Regions from separate parts of the Mus musculus genome. Here all the other regions are linked to region 3. The links are chromatin contacts, called in public Hi-C maps. All regions are on one chromosome and are shown on one strand. The core of a region is the stretch at or near the end of the contact, and the rest is flanking DNA. Distances in the headings are between cores, read along the strand shown. Region 1 has its middle 140 kb from the start of Gm24069. Region 2 has its middle 120 kb from the start of Gm24069. Region 3 holds the start of Etv1 (ets variant 1).

Region 1 (2,700 bases), core at 128-2,627, 540 kb after region 3:
AATGACACTGATAATTTCTGGGCTGCAGTGCTGAGAAATTCATCGTTTCTAATGACATCCAGACAACGTCTCTTGAAATATGTTAAGAGTCCTTACCTTGATAGACAGCTATACTGGAGAAGTCAATACATGCTTCAGTAAAAGTGTTTAATTTAAAAAGAAATATTAAAACAAAACATTATATTATATTGAATCACAACAAGAGATATACAAAACAGTATAAACATATATACATTATATACATACACTACATAATGAAGATCAAAACAAGAATGACTAAACCAAATGTGGGAAAGGGAATAAGATGAATCTCAGAGAACTATATGAGGGCTTAAAACTTTATTTTTCATTGCTTTTCCCTTTTACGAAACCAGTTGGTTTTTTACCCCTCACATGATGCATGCTGACTAATGTTTCTGCTCCCTCACCTCTTCCCAATTTCTCCGCAGCTCCTCTTGCATCCACATCCGTCTCATTTCTGTGTCTCAGTAGAAAACAACCAGGCTTCTAAGGGATGAAAAGAAAAGAAAAGAAGAGAAGAGAAGAGAAGAGAAGAGAAGAGAAGAGAAGAGAAGAGAAGAGAAGAGAAGAGAAGAGAAGAGAAAAGAAAAGAAAAACAAACACATCAGAATAGGGAAAAACAAAAATAGAAGGAAAAGAGCACCAGAAAGGGATACAGACAAAAAGACCCACTCATTCACACTCATGAATCACATAGAAATATTAACTGGAAACCATAATATATACACAAAGGTCTTCTATGGAAAATAGAGAAAAAATATAAACTAAACAAAATAAAAATAAACAATAAGATATAAAAAAAAAAAACCAAAACCTGACAACATTGTGAGACAATGAACCTCCAAAGATGCCTGTTGAGTCCATTTTCTGTAGGCCATCTACTGCTGGGCATATAGCTTACCCTTGAGAGTGGTTTGTCTTCCCAGTGAGTCTCCCTTAGAGCAAACTAAAACTTCATTGACAAGTGGTGGACAATTAGAAATAGCTTCTGGGCTAAGGATGGGGACTTGTGTCCATTTCTGTCAGCTCTAAGTCTCTATTTGGTACGGACCTATGCAGGCCCTGTGCATGTTACCTCAGGTTCTGTGTGTTCATATGTTTGTTTATCCTGTTAATTTAGAGAGACATTTTTCTTAGTGTCCTCCCTCCATCCCCTCGGGATCTCAAACTTTTTCCACTTCCACTGGGTCCCCTGAGCCTCAAGGGGAGGATTTAATGAAAACATACATTTAGGGCTGAGTGTTATTATTCTTATTTACATGATGTGTATATTTCTTTGTTGAACTTGTGCATGTGGATGTGGATCCAGGTGTCAGTGGAGGCTAGAGGTATTGGGAAGCCAGGAGGTTTTATCTAGAATTTCAGTTACAGGCATTTGTGAGCCATCTGGTTCTGGTTCTCAGAACCGAACTTGAGTCCTCTGCAAGAGCAGTCTCTCAAGCTCCAATGTGGAGAACTTGTAGTAGTGAAATTCTGTTTAGTTTTTTGACTAGGTAATGAATCCACTGATGTTTTATTTTATTCTATCACACATATATATGCTTCAGATACAGTCATATTATATTTGATAACACTTTTGCTCTACCCTCGCTGAGAGCAAGCTGAAGACTATGGGGATCAATGTTCTGATTCTTTCTGATCTGGAGGGCAGAGGCTCTCAGCTTCCCACTGTGCCGTCTGGCTCATGTCACCCCCATGACCAGGGACAATTCCAGCCAGGTGCCATCTGTTCTGTTGGCACTTGAGGTTGAAGTGAAGCCACACATGTCAACAGAGTCCCACCCTCTCCGGTGCTGGATCTCTGCCTGGGCCTGGCCCGACCAAGATACCCTGGAATCCAATACTATTCTAAATCTACTCTTACACTTTCTTGGAGTCATGCTTTATTAATTTGTTCTTTTCTTTTTCTTTTCCTTTCTAGCCAACACCTACTTGTTTGTTTCTTTTAATACAATGTCTTTTGTTATTCATTGACAATTTCACACATGTAAACAATGTATTTGTCCAACTTCTACTTTCTACTCTCTCTAGTCCCCTCTTATATGTGTCCCTTCCCCAGGTCCTGCCATCTTCTCTTCCTTTCCCTACTTTTCCACCCACTGAGTTTAATTGATGCTGCCTGCTATAAAAATGGTTGATCTCACTGGCTTGATTTTGTGCATATATTGTTCTTAGTGCTATCTTAATTCAATTTGAGCCAAGTCAAGCTGTAGTGGGAGCAGGAAGGCCTGGGTGAGTGATACTCTGAGGATTTTGTTGACACATGCACAACCTATCAAGGACACTGGAGCCTCACACTCAGAAGGATACCAAAATCTTTATGGGTGGGTGAGTTCAAATGTTGAAAGTGTATGCAGAAACTGTCCAGCATAGTAGACTCCTCATGGGTATTTATGTCCTTAAGACTACTTCCCTACAGAATTACTCGATTGCTTAAATAATAGAAACTGCTAGGCAAAGTGCTTTTCCTCACTAATTACTGTAGCTTAGCACCATGGGAAGAGACTGACACTTTAGGCAAGGGACCTAACTGGATAAAACTCAAGAGAGATATTTCTCTGAGTGTATTTCTAATCACTCCAACGACTCATTAGTGTGGAACTTATATGAATGATGGCCCTTAGACTCTGTTTAGTTCACTTAATAATTCTCTGATGAAATACTAACTAAAAGCAGTTC
Region 2 (2,860 bases), core at 148-2,647, 560 kb after region 3:
GAATTTCAATAGGGAATCATCATTTTAAAAATTTTCCCTTCCTTCTTTCTCATTTTTCCAGGAATACCTTGGATTAGCTCTGGCATTGCATGATTTCAATCACTTGCTTAACTTAATGATCGTTTTCTAACTTCATATTCTCAGTTACTGAAAACTAAGGACTACCACTTAATCATATAAAAATATGAGTGCCAATATTTATATTTAGCACATATATGTTTTCAGGTTCATAGGGGAGCTGTCTTGATATATTTATCTTAAATTAAAATCTCATAGGCATAAATATTCTATAATCAAAGATTCCTCAGGAACTAATCCTTTATTAATGACAGGCATTTGGCTGATAGAGCACAAATGTAACTAATACTTTGCCATGAGTGTTTTTACCTCTTAGGTTTACTCCTCTTTATGTTAGAGAACTATGCCAATAAAGCATGCTTGTAGCACTTCTAAGACAGTGCTAAACTTGCCTTTTTTCAAAGAATAAAGTGAAATTTTCTTTTTTAAAAATAATTTTTATTTTTATATCTAACATTATTTAAGAGTTTCAATTCCATCATGTAAAAACCTGTAACAGATTACAATTAGTTGATGATATGTGTACCAATGTAGATGTGTCTACATATACTTATGTAGCTATGTCTGCTTCTGCCTATGTAGCCATCTCCTTTTAAAATATGTATCTATGTAAGGCCTGACCATTCTACCTTCAAATATGGAGCAGGCCACCATTTTAAAGGCATCTTAAATGTGCCTTGTTTCATTTCGCTTATATTTGCTTTGCATTGCAGTCAGTGCCAGCCACTGATGCTGAGAAATGGAAGCAAACAGGAAAACATCGGAGCCAGTTTAATGGTGCTGTGTGTTCTTTATCTAGGTATGATTAAATAATCATAAGAACTTCTCTAAGGGCTAATCTGCTATATTTTCCAGATTTTCACCTTGGGGACATATTGTCCCTTGTTACTGAAACCTCGGGGACAGAAGGGGACGCCACAGGGTGGCACAGCAGGAAGCTGAAACACTGATGAAACAGTGTTCAGTTAATGAAGGCATGGCCCATGGCCTCTGCTGCTCTGCCATATGTTTGAAGAAATGCTAATGACTACAATTCAAATACCTTTTTCATCTTAACTATATGTAAATGTGTTTGTAAATGCTCTCTTATAAATATACGATCACATTTTTAAAAGCCAAGTGCTAATGTTGCTTTAAACATCTATAATACACAATAATTAAAACTTAAGCAATTCTGCTTAATTATACCTTATGGGAAACTGTAATTTATAGAAATTAAGCAGAAAAAAAAACAAAGATCAACAGACGGCAGTTGAACAACTGAATAGTCAAGCGCAATGATCATTCATTTACGGGGGCATAATCATGGTAAGTAGACTATGAGCCTATTCTTACAGAGTTGACCTGTGAAATAGAAGGTGTTCGTGATTTGGGCAACACATGTAGGAAGGAGCACAGCTTGAACGAATTGTGTACGGTTCATATGTCCAGTGAGGTCTCATGCCACGCCCCCAAACCAAGCGTGGTGGTTGGTAGAACACTGCACTGCTGTGATGTTGACATGCCGTGCTCCTGCTTTTCTTTCTTTTCTTCTTTTTTTTCTTAGATATTTTCTTTATTTACATTTCAAATGCTACCCTGAAAGTTCTCTATACCTTCCCCCCACCCTGATCCCCTACCCACCCACTCCCACTTCTTGGCTCTGGCATTCCCTTGTACTGAGGCATATAAAGTTTGCAAGACCAAGGGGTCTCTCTTCACACTGATGGCCGACTAGGCCATCTTCTGCTACATGAGCAGCTAGAAACACGAGAGCTCCGGGGTACTGGTTAGTTCATACTGTTGTTCCACCTATAGGGTTGCAGACTCCTTCAGCTCCTTGGGTATTTTCTCTAGCTCCTCCATTGGGAGCCCTGTGTTCCATCCCATAGATGACTGTGAGCATCCACTTCTGCATTTGCCAGGCACTGGCATCGCCTCACACGAGACAGCTATATCAAGGTCCTTTTAGCAAAATCTTGCTGGCATATGCAATAGTGTCTGGGTTTGGTGGCTGATTATGGGATGGATCCCCGGGTGGGGTAGTCTCTGGATGGTCCATCCTTTAGTCATAGCTCCAACTTTGTCTCTGTAACTCCTTCCATGGGTGTTTTGTTCCACATGATATGCTTATTTGGTAAAGTCTGGGCTCCTTTTTGTCTGACCCATTCCTTGGGTGTGTGGTGCTGAGGAACAATGGTTCGTGTAAAAGAACTGGGAGATACAGAAATGGACTGCCCCACTATTAGGAATGTATTAAAACCACATTAGAGCTCAATGAATTACATCTATGAAACTTCATATAATTTCACCTAAACTACATTCTAATCAGGAGAAATCCCAAGTTTTCACACTCAAAAATCTTCCCTGTAATTGTTCATAGTGGGGTAAAATTAGTTTAATTCAATGGGGTCAATAGACATGTACATTAATAGAGGCAAAGAACTCCTTCTTCTAGCTCTTTTAACTTTTACAATAAGAATGTTTGCTCATCTCTTCATATAGCACCACCCTTCTATAGACAGAAGGGGATTCAATTATTTCCATTACTGGCTGCTGATTTCCTAACCTACTTAGTCCTTGCCTTCTCTGGAAACTGTGAAAAAAAATACTTCCTTTCATTTCCTTGTAATGCTTTATAATTTGCACGTTAACATATATACTGTTCAAACTCTTTCAAACTTTTCAAATGCATGAGACATGATGAATATTTTTATCTTTCAACTCCATCATCTAAATTTGTCAAATTGTTTCTCCAATGCATAGGTTACAATAGATCACCAGGTTTATAAGAAAGTCGTGT
Region 3 (2,759 bases), core at 85-2,584:
TCCCGGGGCCTTTCGAGAAGCTCCGCCCTCTCCCGGTTGCTCTGGATACCTGTCCCGCTCTGGCCTCACAGAAAGGCTTTGGAAACTGTTACCGCCTTGTCTGGGGTTTGCAGACTGGCGGGTTACCCACGCTGTGCTCCCCTCTTCGGGTTGCACCCTCACAAAGTCTAGTAGCGTTCGAACGCACCCCTCGCCCGGGCTCTGATACTGTCCTCTCTCAAAGAGGACGCGCGCGGCGCCCTGACTAGGCTTGGGGCAAGCATTGTGTGTGCCCTGGAAGACTACACTTTTCCCTTGGTGAAGCGCAGAGTGGTTTTGTCATAAACTACGCTCTTTCTCGGCGGGTCCGGAGTACCAGGCGCGCACGCTCCCATTTTGATGTTTCCACCATGTTCCATTTAAGGGAAGAAACTTTCAAATAGAAATTGAGAACTGCAGCACATTGCTCAACGGGGCTAAACAGCTGCTGGAAAAGTCCTTTAGTCCCCAGCTCTGGTCCCCGCCAGGGTCTCAAGTGACTTTTAGCACCGTAAAGCCCCGGCCCCACTCCTCCCTGGCTTCCAATTCTTGGTAGGGCAGCGGCTGCAAAGGGGACACATCAGAACTAAGCTCTGTGGGCAGGCAGCTTCAGAGAGATTCTCGCTTCCAAAGGTCCCATCATTGTCCTTGTAACCCGAGCCCTCCCTGCTCTTCCCCCACTTCTTGGTGGAGGAAGTGAAATCTTCAAGTACAGTAAGTGACACCCTCCGCCTCTCTGTATACATAACAAAAGCTCCGGAAACGGCGGGGACGGGGGAGGGGTGCGGGAGGGGGGCATCTGAACTACCAAGTCCTCCCCCACCCCTCTGTGGCCACTGGAGGTTTTTTTCCCTCTCAGCACTCTCCAGGATGAATCTGATTTTTATACTTTCCTCGCCCACTCTGCTACGTACTCCTCCGGATCCTCTCTTCCAGCGCCACCTCTCCTTAGAAGCAGCTTCTCCCGCTTGCTTTCCTTACAATATTTTCATGTCCAACGGACGAAAGGAGATCATTTTTGTTGAAGATGTATTAAAAAAAATCTTATAAGCCCTATTACAGTGTTGAAAATGGAGAAAAAAAATAGCTTGGACCGAAAGCTTCTGAGGAGCAAGGCTGGAGCGTGTGGTGGGTGGACTCCGGGTCAAAGGTAGAGAAAAGGGATTGTGGACACTCGATCTGTACCCCAACCTCTACGACAGTGCTTTAAGGACATAATAATGGACCAAACAACGCTAGGAATGAGAACTGGTTGACTCGATACACTAGGTTTCAGTATCCCTCCGGTTTTAACAAAAACAGCGAGTTAGGAAGGAAGTAGTTTCCCTCGGTGGCTTTTCCTGGGTGCGGACCCTGCGACTTCTCCCAGAGTGGTCGCAAAGGCATAGGGGCGCAGGAGACCCAAGGGAAGGGGCCGAAAGCTGCCTGATTGACAGCCCGAAATCTGATCTTGTGAAAGAGACGTGGAGCCAATGGGAGGCAGCGATCCATCAGTTTGGATTGGAGGCCCCTGGAGGAGAAGTAGAGGAAAAACCACCGAATTCAGCTCTGTCAGAGGCGCTTTCGGCTTCCAAGGGGAAGTGCTGGGCAATAATTAATGTTTTTATTAAATTTGGAGGGAATTTTTTGCAGCCGTTCGCCTAGCGTGGCCTTCAGGTGGGTATTTCCAACAACTTTTTATGTCTCTCCAGATAATTGCATGGTTGTGGGTTGCAAAAACTATTCTTATGAAAGAGGTAGCTCCGTCTCTTTAGTCCCGTTAGGTGAAAAGCAAGTCTCGTTGATCGCCATTGCTAGTTTTGCCCACGTTTGCGAATCAGAGCCGCCTGGGGTACACTGACCGAGCAGGGAGCATCCAGAGTGTAAATAAATACATTGCCTCTTGTTAGGATTTTTGATACGACCGAAAGTATGTAAATTGTGAACTCTCTTGGCTCTCTTTGGATCCAGGTGAAGAAGGCGGCGTAGGGGAGGGTTATTTTTGTGAATGGGGCTGTCGAGGGTAATTAGCTATGCAAATGCAAGAGCTTCATTCATGATTTTTTTTTTTTTAAGCCTAAAAGCCATCTTGTTCCCCTCTAGGTTGATAGAAGTCCAGATCCCGAGGAAATCTCCAGCTAAATGCTCAAAATATAAAACACTGAGCTAATATTTGCGAAGAGGAGCAGAATGGATGGATTTTATGACCAGCAAGTGCCTTACGTGGTCACCAACGTGAGTGATCAGTTCGAAAGTTGCTGTTTATAAACTTGACTTGGACGGGGGTGGGGAGAGCGAGAGATGCGAAGGGAGGGGGCAGGGGGTTGGGACTGCAGACACTTTATCTGCTTTGTTGCCACTGTAGGGCGACTCTGCTTCTAGAAGCCCTATCTACAAAATGAGCTTACCTTTGAGTGATTCGGATAAGGCATAGTTTTGTTTTAAGACCTCTTCTTCTGGTTAATATGTCCACGATGAGTGCAAGAGGAGACGGAGGGCAGCAACAGCTGCACTCAAAGTTTGTGGCTGGGTTTATCTGCCACATTGAAAAGAACGAAGTTGAGACAAATGCTGACAATTTTGTGTTTACATGGGGTGTCTTGGGGGGGGTCTTCCCCCTCCCCTCTCATTTTCTCACTTTTCCCAGTTTTCCTTTGGCTTCTCTTATTACGGGTGGGGGTGCTGTCTGAGAGAATGGAATTCGCTGTTTTAATCTGGAGTTGATTCAGAAAAAAAAAAAAAGAAAGAAAAGAAAAACATTA

What was found. Hi-C and Micro-C count contacts between places; a contact is called where the count stands out from the background.
Region 1: a contact with region 3 is called in a Hi-C map of cerebellar granule neurons, with 4 times the contacts expected there. The contact joins the enhancer-like site here to the promoter of Etv1 in region 3. A contact is called at or near these places in 1 of 39 promoter capture datasets (the 3T3-L1 cell line), 3 of 484 Hi-C or Micro-C datasets (cerebellar granule neurons and cerebellum) and 3 of 115 datasets of contacts at active chromatin or transcription factors (astrocytes, bone marrow-derived macrophages and embryonic forebrain).
Region 2: a contact with region 3 is called in a Hi-C map of cerebellum, with 2.9 times the contacts expected there. The contact joins the enhancer-like site here to the promoter of Etv1 in region 3. A contact is called at or near these places in 1 of 39 promoter capture datasets (hippocampal neurons) and 3 of 484 Hi-C or Micro-C datasets (cerebellar granule neurons and cerebellum).

Annotation. Positions count from the first base shown.
Region 1 is chr12:39,315,659-39,318,358 of GRCm38.p6, forward strand. No RefSeq gene overlaps it. Among named protein-coding and RNA genes, the nearest start is that of Gm24069, 140 kb to the right of the region's middle. Within about 2 kb of position 1,378, at least 4 of the 459 cell types and tissues checked have an H3K27ac peak or open chromatin away from gene starts, as enhancers often do. A contact at or near this core is called in cerebellar granule neurons and cerebellum, where this site is marked.
Region 2 is chr12:39,341,049-39,343,908 of GRCm38.p6, forward strand. No RefSeq gene overlaps it. Among named protein-coding and RNA genes, the nearest start is that of Gm24069, 120 kb to the right of the region's middle. Within about 2 kb of position 1,398, at least 3 of the 459 cell types and tissues checked have an H3K27ac peak or open chromatin away from gene starts, as enhancers often do. A contact at or near this core is called in cerebellar granule neurons and cerebellum, where this site is marked.
Region 3 is chr12:38,778,748-38,781,506 of GRCm38.p6, forward strand. It overlaps Etv1 (ets variant 1), which reads left to right and starts at 1,335. Exons shown (of 13, transcript NM_007960.5): 1 at 1,335-1,674; 2 at 2,101-2,232. The coding sequence starts at 2,188.